4 separate regions of the Mus musculus genome follow, and all the other regions are linked to region 3. The links are chromatin contacts, called in public promoter capture Hi-C maps. All regions are on one chromosome and are shown on one strand. The core of a region is the stretch at or near the end of the contact, and the rest is flanking DNA. Distances in the headings are between cores, read along the strand shown. Region 1 holds the start of Ttc30b (tetratricopeptide repeat domain 30B). Region 2 overlaps Pde11a (phosphodiesterase 11A). Region 3 holds the start of Lnpk (lunapark, ER junction formation factor). Region 4 holds the start of Hnrnpa3 (heterogeneous nuclear ribonucleoprotein A3).

Evidence for each region. Promoter capture Hi-C pulls out the DNA fragments that hold promoters and counts their contacts. Capture Hi-C pulls out chosen DNA fragments and counts their contacts.
Region 1: a promoter capture Hi-C map of adipose tissue shows a contact between it and region 3, with 4 times the contacts expected there. The contact joins the promoter of Ttc30b here to the promoter of Lnpk in region 3. A contact is called at or near these places in 1 of 39 promoter capture datasets (liver) and 1 of 9 other capture datasets (adipose tissue).
Region 2: a contact with region 3 is called in a promoter capture Hi-C map of liver, with 5 times the contacts expected there. The contact joins the enhancer-like site here to the promoter of Lnpk in region 3. A contact is called at or near these places in 5 of 39 promoter capture datasets (the 3T3-L1 cell line, hippocampal neurons, liver and 1 more) and 2 of 9 other capture datasets (adipose tissue and liver).
Region 4: a contact with region 3 is called in a promoter capture Hi-C map of liver, with 4 times the contacts expected there. The contact joins the promoter of Hnrnpa3 here to the promoter of Lnpk in region 3. A contact is called at or near these places in 3 of 39 promoter capture datasets (the HPC-7 cell line, liver and pre-B cells).

Annotation. Positions count from the first base shown.
Region 1 is chr2:75,936,892-75,939,960 of GRCm38.p6, reverse strand. It overlaps Ttc30b (tetratricopeptide repeat domain 30B), which reads left to right and starts at 1,499. Exons shown (of 1, transcript NM_028235.1): 1 at 1,499-3,069. The coding sequence starts at 1,554.
Region 2 is chr2:76,068,858-76,071,762 of GRCm38.p6, reverse strand. All of the region lies in intron 12 of Pde11a (phosphodiesterase 11A), which reads left to right. Among named protein-coding and RNA genes, the nearest start is that of Gm52518, 34 kb to the right of the region's middle. Within about 2 kb of position 1,497, at least 252 of the 459 cell types and tissues checked have an H3K27ac peak or open chromatin away from gene starts, as enhancers often do. A contact at or near this core is called in adipose tissue, hippocampal neurons, liver and 1 more, where this site is marked.
Region 3 is chr2:74,577,558-74,580,267 of GRCm38.p6, reverse strand. Lnpk (lunapark, ER junction formation factor) reads left to right here and starts at 1,320. Exons shown (of 13, transcript NM_027133.3): 1 at 1,320-1,449. 4930445N08Rik (RIKEN cDNA 4930445N08 gene) reads right to left here and starts at 1,224. Exons shown (of 2, transcript NR_166470.1): 1 at 1,144-1,224.
Region 4 is chr2:75,657,989-75,660,972 of GRCm38.p6, reverse strand. It overlaps Hnrnpa3 (heterogeneous nuclear ribonucleoprotein A3), which reads right to left and starts at 1,714. Exons shown (of 11, transcript NM_053263.1): 1 at 1,650-1,714. The coding sequence starts at 1,655. Gm39859 (predicted gene, 39859) reads left to right here and starts at 2,036. Exons shown (of 3, transcript NR_166143.1): 1 at 2,036-2,183; 2 at 2,665-2,754.

The DNA.
Region 1 (3,069 bases), core at 250-2,749, 1.4 Mb before region 3:
GTGAGAAGCCTAACAGCGTGCTATGAAATATGGTGAATATTGGCTGCAATATGTTGATGAGCTGCAATATGTTGATGGTAAAAAAGATTCATGGGTAGCAATTCTATTAAAGAGAAAAATATAATGCCCTCATGTTGAAGTTCTTAATTACAAAGCAAAGATATGCCTTCATGTGGTCTGTTTGCCTTGGGTGTAGCTAGAGGAGATCGTGGAAAACTATAAAAGGTAACAGTCTCCCAGGTGCCTCCCAGAGCCACGTCAAATGATCCGTGCTCTAAAAGTACAGCCTTGTTATTGAAAAATCATACAATTTGTCACTACTTCATTTGGAAAGAACACATTAATATTCTGCTATCTTGGTTACTTCTCAAATGCTTAACTAAGCATTATATTTATGTCCCCACACATTAGGGTCAGTCAAATCTATGTACATGGTTTTCAACAGTGATTCAATATCGGCTTATAAGTCGGTAGTTTTTTACTGCTCTGTCATACTAGAATAAAATTGAATTTATACAGAATAACCTCCCCAAAACAATAACACAGAACCTAGAGACTCATTCTACATACAGGGGGGAAAGGAGAGATAGTAACTGCCTGAAGAGCTTCGAATTAAGAGTCTGGGTATGGGAAAGGAGTTGGCGAAGCATTTATGTATTAACTAGCTGATTCATACGTGAAAACAAGATCAGAGGCACGAGAAGCACAGGCTGATTACGTCTTGAACAAACTCACGGTAGTGTTTGGTAGAGCTTAGAGGGTGAGAAAAATAGCATATAGGAAAGGGGGAAAATGTTAGTTTTGTGGCTTCTCCTTGAAGAAGGAAAAGACCAAAGCCGTGTGCTTCATCAATTCAAGCACCAATTTACGTTCATAACAGCGGTCATTTACGAAACAGAGGGCGAATGGTACTTAAATCTAAAACAGCACCAGTTACAATTCAGACTCTCCTTCCCCCTCTCGTCACCTCTTGATACAGAATAAAATACGGACTGCCGGCCCTTGCTTAACAACGTTCTCAAAAAGTGGGCGTCAGAGCAGCTGGCAAGAATATACTAGAATTCCTGAAGTCCAGAGACGGCCCTCATTCCCATTTCGTCACCATTGCCAAGCAACTCGAACCCTCAAAGAACAGCGAATTTTCTGCATCCCGGGGGACCTTCACAAGAAAACTTTACTTCAGTGCCAACAAAGAAGCAATCAAAGCAATAGAAACAAGATCCCGATCCCAGAGAAAAGGCAGAGACTCCAATTACTGTAAAACGTCAAAGAGGAAAAACTACATTTCCCAGGATGCAGGGCGATAACGGAAGCGATGTAGGCCGGGACGTGGAATATCCCTCTCTGAACTACCTAGAAAATTTTCCAGACCAAGCCCAATTGCTTCCCCACAGTCTAGAGTGTTTAAAAACATATCCAGAAATTGATAGAAACGTGTCGGTGATTCGCTTTTATCCACAAGACACTTCCGTTGGATACTTGCCGCTGAACAGCTTCCGTTTCCGGTTGGCCTATTGCCTTGGAAACCAGGATGCAAAACAAGCTAGGTGAATATGGCAGGGCTGAGCAGCTCACAGATCCCCGACGGTGAGTTCACAGCAGTGGTGTACAGGCTCATCCGCGACTCCCGCTACTCAGAGGCGGTGCAGCTGCTGAGCGCAGAGCTGCAGAGGAGCTCCCGCAGCCGCGCAGGGCTGTCGCTGCTGGCCTACTGCTACTACCGCCTGCAGGAGTTCGAGCTCGCTGCAGAGTGCTATGAGCAGCTGAGCCAGATGCACCCGGAACTCGAGCAGTACCGCCTGTACCAGGCCCAGGCACTGTACAAGGCCTGCCTGTATCCAGAGGCCACCAGGGTCGCCTTCCTCCTGGACAACCCCGCCTATCAGACTCGAGTCCTTCGTCTCCAGGCTGCTATCAAGTACAGTGAAGGTGACCTCCCAGGAGCCAGGAGCCTGGTGGAGCAGCTGCTGAGTGGGGAAGGTGTAGAGGACAGTGGAGGGGAGAGTGATTATGATGGTCAGATCAACCTAGGTTGTCTGCTCTACAAAGAGGGACACTATGAAGCTGCCTGTTCCAAGTTCTTAGCGGCCCTGCAGGCTTCTGGCTACCAGCCTGACCTTTCCTACAACTTGGCTTTGGCCTATTACAGCAGTCGGCAGTACGCGCCTGCTCTGAAGCATATCGCTGACATCATTGAGCGTGGCATCCGTCAACACCCAGAACTCGGTGTGGGCATGACCACGGAGGGCATTGATGTTCGCAGTGTTGGCAACACTATAGTCCTTCACCAGACTGCTCTGGTCGAAGCCTTCAACCTCAAGGCAGCCATAGAGTACCAGCTGAGAAACTACGAGGCAGCCCAGGAAGCCCTCACTGACATGCCACCCAGAGCAGAGGAAGAGCTGGACCCCGTAACCCTCCACAACCAGGCTCTGATGAACATGGATGCCAAGCCCACAGAGGGCTTTGAAAAGCTCCAGTTTCTGCTCCAGCAGAACCCCTTCCCCCCAGAGACCTTTGGCAACCTGCTGCTGCTCTACTGTAAATATGAGTATTTTGACCTGGCAGCTGATGTCCTGGCAGAAAATGCCCACTTGACTTACAAGTTCCTCACACCCTATCTCTATGACTTCTTGGATGCCATGATCACTTGCCAGACAGCTCCTGAAGAGGCTTTCATTAAACTTGATGGGTTGGCTGGCATGCTGACTGAGCAGCTCCGGAAACTCACCATACAAGTACAGGATTCAAGGCATAGTAGAGATGATGAATCTGCCAAAAAGGCTGTGAATGAATATGATGAAACTCTTGAGAAGTATATTCCTGTACTGATGGCCCAGGCAAAAATCTACTGGAACTTTGAGAATTACCCAATGGTGGAGAAGATCTTCCGCAAATCTGTGGAATTCTGTAATGACCATGATGTGTGGAAGCTGAATGTGGCCCATGTCCTCTTCATGCAGGAGAACAAGTACAAAGAGGCCATTGGTTTCTATGAGCCCATTGTCAAGAAGAATTATGATAACATCCTGAGTGTCAGTGCTATTGTGTTAGCCAACCTCTGTGTTT
Region 2 (2,905 bases), core at 248-2,747, 1.5 Mb before region 3:
GTTGTCACCTCCGAGATATCAGTGTCACTATTGCAACTTTCCTTGAACCTTTGATGAGTGCTGGTCGTTGTATGGTTGGGAAGCTCAGCAGGTGGGTGGGGCTATTCATTGTTTTTCTGCTTTGTCAACTTGCATAGTCATTTCAGGTACTAGGAAAGCTAGTTTTCAGGGCTGAGGCTTCCAGGTCAGTTCTAGCTTTATTCCTGCAACGACTATATCTGACGTATGTAGCATCTCTAGGAACAGGCCTTGCCTGCAAGTTCTGAGAGGCAACCACTAGCTACAGCAATAAGCTGTGTTATTTTGGAAGTTTCTTCCAACTCTCTTGACCAACAAATCTAGAGAAAGTTTTCCCTGCCTGTCTAGCATTGGGTGTTTTGTTAGATAGTCTAAAGCTCCTGAGAGAATAGTATCACTCCCAAGTGTCACTTCATTTAAACTGTATAGATACATATACACACACACACACATGTTGCATATTTGTGTGTTTTAAGAAACATAAAAATGTTTCCCTACAATTTTTTTCAAACACCCTTAATGCTATGTATCCCTCCTCCCTCCCTCTCCCTCTGTGCGTCTCTCCCTCCCCTCTTCCCAGTTAAACCCCCCATCTCCTCGTTTCTATGTACACAGCATCTGTGTTCCACAGCATCCGCTCTCCAGACCTCCACCCCTCCCCACAACCCCAGTTTCCCTTCCTCAATTCTGTGGTCACATTAGGTTGAACTTTTGATCATCTTGCCTCTGCTTCTCAAGTTACCACCAGCCAACAGGAAGAAAGGCAGGGAGGGAGGGAGCAAAGGAGGGAGGGAAGGAGAGAGGAAGGGAGGGAGGGACAGAAAAAGAGAAGGAAGAAAGGAGGGAGGGAAGGAAGGAAGGAAAGAAGGAAGGAAATTTTTGACTGAAAGGACGCCCGATGTGTGCTGGAATTTCCTCTAGATGGCGCTCCAAGGCAAAGTTTCCCAACCAATCCGGAGGCGGGGTGTTGGGGGGGGGGGGGGAGGAAGCAGTGAGCGGTCAAACCTTGACCAACCTTCCTTGAAAGTGCTTCTTTTCTTCTGGCGCGACAGATTCAGGCCAGTGCAAAAATAAATGTTTTCTTTAAAATATTCACCAACAAAGCCGGTCTGTCGGAACAGAGCCCCTTCTATGAAGATGGGCCTGTTTTATGACTGTGCGTTAGCAAGAAGAATCCTGCCTCCTCCACGTGACTTGAAATTTGATCGCGCATTTTCCTAACCCCATTGTCTAGGAGAAGGGGGAAGTTGCGCAGCTGGGCACTGCTGAACGGGTTTGGAACCACAAACTTCTGGACACTCACATGCATATTTGCACCAACTTCCTAGCTTTTATCTCTAAAATTATTTCACACAGAGAAAATAAGATTATTCACTCAAAATGGTTTGCAACAGCATCCAGCCTCATGTTTAGGAAACCAAATAACTTTAGCTCCTTAGAAATCAAAGGAAACAAAGGGGAAGTTTATAGCACGAGCAGTTTTATTCAGACGTGGGTGGATATTTCATTCACCCAGAAACCCATTGATCGATTATTGATTTGTTCCATGCACCTCGCTGGAAATTTTTTTAAAATTGCGGAATCAAAGCTTCAAGGTTACCTTTTATTTGAAGGAAATACCTATATAGTTAATTTTTTTTCCTGAGCTTTGCCTTCCTCTAATAAATATACTAGATAATGCTTTCATCAACCATGGCTAGACAGAGACTAAAAACCTATATACCAATGGTATCTATACAAATTCTCATTGTTTATGTAAGGAGAAAGGAATGCTAGCCCGTTGTGCACATGTGTAATGAAAGATTATGACCAGGGCTCCTGTACTGACAGGGTAAACCAGATATAGGAATGGATTTTTTTTTTTTTTGCTTGTATTCTGTAGACTAAAAGGCGTGCCTTGATGTCTAAGTTACAGACATACTTTTTGTTTGCATTATAAATGGTGTGTACTCTGACAGATTTTCCAAGGGGAACAGAAAGGGTCCTTAAGAGTCAGGATTCTTTAGTGTCTTATAAATAGACTCTTTATCACCTAGGGCATTGCCCTGCTTCCCGTAGGGCTCAATAAAGATTAATTGAATGAGTGAATTTATCTTAGGGAAATATTATTTGAAGAACTATGTTGCTCAGCGTCCGGGATTTTGGTTTTTGGTTTTTTTTTTTTTAAGCACTATAATGACGAACAACTTTCATTGCTCAAAATCTCGCTCTTATCGCATCACGCTAAGGTTCAGCTAGGGTTCATATAGGATATTATGATCTTGCAGAATTCGCTGGCTGTGAAAAGGGAAGAGCACGTGATCACATTAAAATTTATGGTGGTGCTGGCGGCATGGCGCTGGTGGGGACCGGCAGTTAAACACTAATAATAACCAAGTGTCACGGCACACACATTGACACCTCCTGACATTTACTGGGGATCCTAAATCTTCAGTGTGGAGGTAGTGTTCTTCAGTCCACCTTTGTGTTGTCAACAAGGTTATTTGGGGAGATAGCCACGCCATTTTATCAATAATTCAAGCTGGAGAACAGAAGGGACACTTAGGGGGGAAATCTGTCCCAGCCTCAAGCTGGAGCATCTCACGCGGTCTAGTGACTGACGTTCTCAGATAAGTCCTGATCCTTGAGGTCAAAAAATTTCCCCCAAAAGGAATCTCTCTGGAATACAATTAGAGCTCTTTGTTTGCCCCCTTGGGAAGGACAGAGGCAGCCAGTTGTTAAATAAAACATTTCAGTAGCCAGAACCCGCATCAGGAGACAGAATCAAATTCCTTGTGTCATTGGCAGGTTACAATAAGTTCTGTGACTGGCTGCACTGAAGTAAATGGTAATCATGTCTGAGGTCTCCAAAAAGCATCCTCCCTCGCACCACCTCGCCAGTGTACGT
Region 3 (2,710 bases), core at 71-2,570:
ATGAAAAACCCTAGGACAAGTATTAGCAAGAGTCAAAAACAAAACAAAACACAACAACAACAACAAAAACAAACAAAACTTTCCTGTTCCCTTTAGGAAAGATCTGAGACAAGAGGCAGCACGAGTTTTATGTTCTTAGAAACTACCAAGGCTGGGAAATAAAATGGCTAATTTTCCAAATAAAAACTGGTGAAATGTCTGTTTACTTTCTTCCACATTGGTGAGGCGATACATGGCACACTAAAGTTTAGCTCTCTCCTATTCTTTTAAGTTTACAAAGCTGTAACTGAAGATCTTAGAATTTAGGGGATTATCTTACAAAGTAGATACTATGTCTATGCCTTCTTCTCTGCTGGTGTTGTCAGTGTAAACATAGCATATTATTATATCTATTGCACTTTGAAAATCAGAAACATTTTCTTCCTTAACTAAAGAAGAAAAACCCGTAAAAGTGATTGAACACAGAACATAAAAGCTTTTGTTGAAGTTTCCCTCCTAATTTTGCCTATGGAGCGCCCCCACCCCTCCCATTGAAGTTTTGTTATTGATACTTGCAGTTGACTGGAATACAGCCTTCTTTAGGTCGTTTTCAATTCTTAGGGAAATACAGCACTACTGTTTAAGGGGCCCCAGTTATTCAGAGGTTTTGGAGATTGTTAAGAGTGTAATTTTGGAAAGCTCAGCCTTTGTTGCTACCCCTTAGCTTGAAAAGACCATCCTTATCATTTCAAGTTCTTCTCATGCTGGTGAGATAAGCGCGTAGTCATGAAAGGACCCTTTTTGACGTCCAAGAGCAACAGAAACAAGCCTAAAGCCCTCATGGGGTATGGCCAGGAGGTGTTATGTATGATGTCTGTCTGTCTCTCTCCACTTGCTTGGCTGGGATGGCTTCTGAGCTATGCAATGTAAACTTTTTTGCTGCCTTCTGGATGACAGCTGATCTGGGATCTCAGGTACCCTCTCTTTTCCAGACACACAGGTCTCGACCTTCAACGTCCCTCCCCTTTGTCCTCCCCACTCTTCTCTCGCTCAGAAGGTCTGGGACAATCAGGATCAGTTTCTTTTCTTGGCGAGACTGGGGCGTGGGAGTTGTTCATGAGAAAAGGAGGCAGAACTAGTAAGAGTCAGTCGGAACCGCCCTACCCTGTGGTGCCCCGAGGACCGACAGCCTACACTAGCGCGGAGGATACTCAGCCTAAATCCTCCTGCCACACCCGCCGCTCTGAGGCACCAACGGCTGGGCCGGCCGGATCACGTGATGGGGGAGCGGCGCGCGCCGGCTGCAGCGCCCATTGGCTGGCGGCAGGAGCGCGGGGTTTGATGGGAAGGCATTGGCCGGGCCCAGCGCTCTATCTGTAGGTGCTGCTGCCTGCTCCAGAGGCTCTACGCGGTGGCGACCCAGGCTTCCCCGAGTGGACGCCCAGGCCGAGCGGCGCCCGCTTTTCTCAGGTAGGACTGTGAAGGGAGGGCCGCGTAGACGGAGGCGCTCCGGACAGCGGGAACCAGTCTCCGGGTTCCTCGGCGCGCCGGCCCGGGTGCCTCCGCCCCTGCCAAGTGGCCTAGAGCTTGGTGGCGGCTGGGGAACACGCCGCGGGGCTGCTGCCCTCCGTACACTGTTGCCGCCTTCTCTCGTGGATCGCCCTGAACAGCGGCCCGAGCGGCTCCGGAGCGCACGAGACCCGGCTCTGCCTCCCCTGAGGCCGGTGTTCTTTCCGGGTATGTTCTCAGGGATTCCGCGCAGTGGCTGTTTAGAGCCCGAGCCCTTGGGCCCCCCCTGTGTTAAGAAGTGTCAGAAGGTCCCAGAGAGCACATCCCTAGCTGAAATATCCACCCTGAGAGCCCCGATCACCTCCGCGTCCACCTGAGCTGGCACGACGGGAAGGTCTGAAAACTGTCAGTGTCATGCTGCTCCGTCCGCGTGTGGGCGTGGATTGTGAGCGACTTAGAGGAGCTGCTCCACAACCATTGTCCTTACTTATTGGAGGGACAGCGACCAGTCTGAGGGGTGGGGTAGGACGAAGGTGCGTGGTGACAGGAGCGACCCGGGAAAAGCAACTCCAAGGGGCATCAGTAGGTTTAATTCTTTGATGGTGTGTTTGCGGACGGAGAGTTCGGATTGGTGAATTTATTTCTGCGTGCAGTTTTAAGCAACACCTGCGACTCACTGAGTTTTCAGTGTTCTGTTCTTACTTTTTGGTTTCTGGTTTGTGGTGCTTAGAGCCTATTGTTTTCTGTCTCTGTGGCCTCAGTCTTAGCGTTGACAACATTGTCTAGAGGTGTGATGGATGTGAGTAAATTTAGTTACAGGCATATATATGTTCAAGCTGGCAGGCAGGGCTAATACCTAGTTCCCAAAGGTCTCCATAGTGCCTTCTTAGAAGAACAAAGTTGATTTCGAATACGAACCTTAAGCAAGAGTGGTTCATTTAAAAGTGAAGTTTTAAAAAGTTCCTTGACATCTATTGGGGTCACCATAGTAATGATGTTAATAAATGTTTATGGTGTTTATATGTTGGAAGAATGCTTGGATAGGTGACTCTAATAAAGGTATGAGTTCATATAGAAATCTCCCTGTCAGTCTTTTTTATTTTTAATTTTTATATTTATTTATTTTGTGGTGGTCATCTCATATTAAAAGTGCTTTTAGAAGTGTGCTTACCATTTTTTTTTTTTTTTTTTTTGGGCAATAAACCTGGTGTAAGATATTTCA
Region 4 (2,984 bases), core at 465-2,964, 1.1 Mb before region 3:
AATAACATTTCAGTTATTAAAAGACATTCCCAAGCAAATTAGGCATATCCCACAAAACACAGCCAAGACTTAACCCCGTGATACCTTGTGGGGGTTAAAAGGGTGGGTGAGGGTTTTGAGGCTGGCTCTCAAGGAAAGGCAGGCTAAGCTAGCCTTGAACTTGAGGCAGTCCTACCTTAGCCTTTCAAATACTAGGGTAACAGGTGTGCACGCACCATTCACACCTGGTTCCACTACTTAGCTTTCTGTAATCAATTTACCTTGGTTATACCCACTTACATCATATAGTTTCAAGTTATTTCGAATGCGATCCTTACATTCACAAGCGTGTAATTTGGATTTACAAGGTATAGCATATACCGCCTGACCAGAGGAATTAGAAACAAAACCGTAACTGAGAGACTTAGAAAATATCTAGCCTGTGGTTTTCTTTTTGAAGATTTTACTTTCGAGTGAACCGCTTTTAATGAACGCATTAAGACAATTCAACACAAGCCCTTAAAGGGGGCTCACTTTCTTCCATCTTCTGGAAATATTAGTTAGAACATTCAATATGCAGACAGCCACATACCAGAAACCCAACTACCCAAATTCACGTAAAACCCCTTTATTCAAGCCTCGCATAAATGAATTTGACAATACACAAAAAGCATCTCTATACACACAAAATTCTCGTAATCGTGGTATTTTCTAGTGTGGTCGCAGTTCTCTAAAACCAAAATCCAGGAAAACCAAAATCCGGGCCAATCCGAAGTATGAGAAATTAGATCAATAAAAATATTAAGCTCCAAGTAAACACATCTACACTCAAACCCCCGAAATGGTTAAGACTTCAACCACAGGACGCTGTAAATACTCTCATTCCAAATACTTGAGCACAAGCAGCGGGTTAGGAAGCACCTTAAAGCAGCAAGCTTTTCAGTAATGTATCCCCAAATGAGCGCTGAGAAAATCCGGCCCGAGTATTGCGCGGATTGTCATCACCCAGAAGGCCCGCCAAGGCCTAGATCCACGTCGGGAGCACCCCAGCGGAAAGCACCGCGCCCGGAGCCTGGAGGCCATCTGCGGCAGAAACGCCGGGCCGCCTCCCGCCGTCCCCTCCAATCCCCGCGCACTCCTTCTTGGCGGCGTAGCCAGGCGGCGGCCATTGCGGGCCACTGCGCCATTTCGTAACGCGGCGGCGGCGGATCAATGTCAATGCGGCCGCCGCCCGCCTGCTCGCTCGCCCGGATGTGCTCCTCCCCTCCCCCACCGCCTCCTCCCAACCGCTCCCGCGGAGGCCCGCCATGCCGCCCGCGGCCTCGCTAAGTCAGGCCGCGCAGCCCGAGGGCATCCTCGCCCGGCTGCCGAGCCACTCCCCGGCCCCGCCGCGTCTTCGAGGGCTGCCGGTGCGGCCGACCGAGAGGACCAGGCCGACGGAGGGCCCGGAGGAGGCCACCCGGCCCGCTCCCCTCCCCCTCCCACCGCCCTCAGCGCAAAGCGCGGGACGATCGTCCCGGTCTCCCCGGCCTCCCCACTCCCATCGAGCCAAAGCCCCCCCATGCCGGCAACTACCCAGCAACCCCCCGCTCTCCCCCTAATACCTCCTCCCCCCGGCGGCGGCGGCGACGGCCGGAGTCAGGCTGGGGGCGACCGGGCGGCGGTTTTACCTCCATTTTGAGACCGGACTCGCCTCTTCCAACTCGAGTTCAATATGGGACCGAGAGGAAGAGGCGGGGCCAGTCACCACGTGATGTGCTATCCGCGCGCCGCCCGCCCACTGGGGGCGGAGTCATGAGAAAGCGGAGCGCGACTGGTCCACCGCGTTGGCGGGCCGAGGGTGGAGAGCGGGGATTGGGCCGCCGGCGGGAGCGCGCGCGCCTCGCCAACTTCCAACGCAGCGCCGCCTTCGCCGCGGTTCGCGCCCGGCAGCGACGCTTACGTCAGCGGCAGCTCGACCAATGGCGAGAGCCCACGTCGGGAGAAAGCCGCGTGACCGCGCGTCAGCTTAGAGAAAGGCCTTTCCCTTTCTTCTGGCCCCTCTCGCCCCTCCCCCGCGCGCCTGCGGGTCTCCATTTCCGAGTTCACCTCCATTCCAGAGCCAAATGGAAAGTCACGCTTTTCTGACTTGAGACTTAAGGTTGTAAGAAAGCCAGTTGACCATCTTCGCCTCCCTCGCGGCTTTCTAAATGTCGAGAGCCCAGGTTTGGAAAAATGTGACTGCGCCGCCTTCCTGGGAGACCCACACTGCAAGTCGCAGTCGGGGCACGTCTCACGGACCGCAAAACGCGGCTGAGTTACTGCGGTTTTCACCTTAGCAGCTTGCACATTTACAAATTAAGACAGTCTGGGAGGAAGAAGCAGAGCCACTTGGGTATAGAATTGAGAGAATGGAACGATTTCCAACGTTTCCAAAAGGCTTCTGGCCATATAGGCCCTCTACCTGTTGGCTAGAGATTTGTTTCTTATTTAAAGTGGTCATCAGTTTCGAGTTTTAGTGTGCAGTATATGAACGAAATAAGTCGAATCGTTTATTTGCTTAGCAAAGGGATTTGGAACGATTTGGGTTTTTAATCAAATAAAAGCAAACATAGGATTAGGTAGTCTCGAAACACCCACTGTAACGAAGAATGATACCCCGGATTCTAATAGTATGTAAACGCAAACACTGTTTTTATTCTGTAGAAGTCCAGCATGCTGGGGTCTCCCGTTACCAAGATAGAGCCTGAAGTGAGCCCGCAGGACCAATTTAAAGCACCTTAGTGGAATCCTGGGGTAGGTGGGCTTTGTCTTACTCTGTCTCTAGGTATTCCAGAACCATACTAGGGTATGGTGCCTGGAAACTGGCTGAGGAATCTGGGGTGGGGGGTGGTAGGCTGTGTCTTATGCTATCTCGAAGGACATTCCATTACTGGGGCGTGGGGGCTGGCTGGGAACTGCTGACCCATTGTCCTTGTTTCAGGCCAGGTGGTGGGGCAGTTTCTAATTAGCTGCCTGAAGCCTGG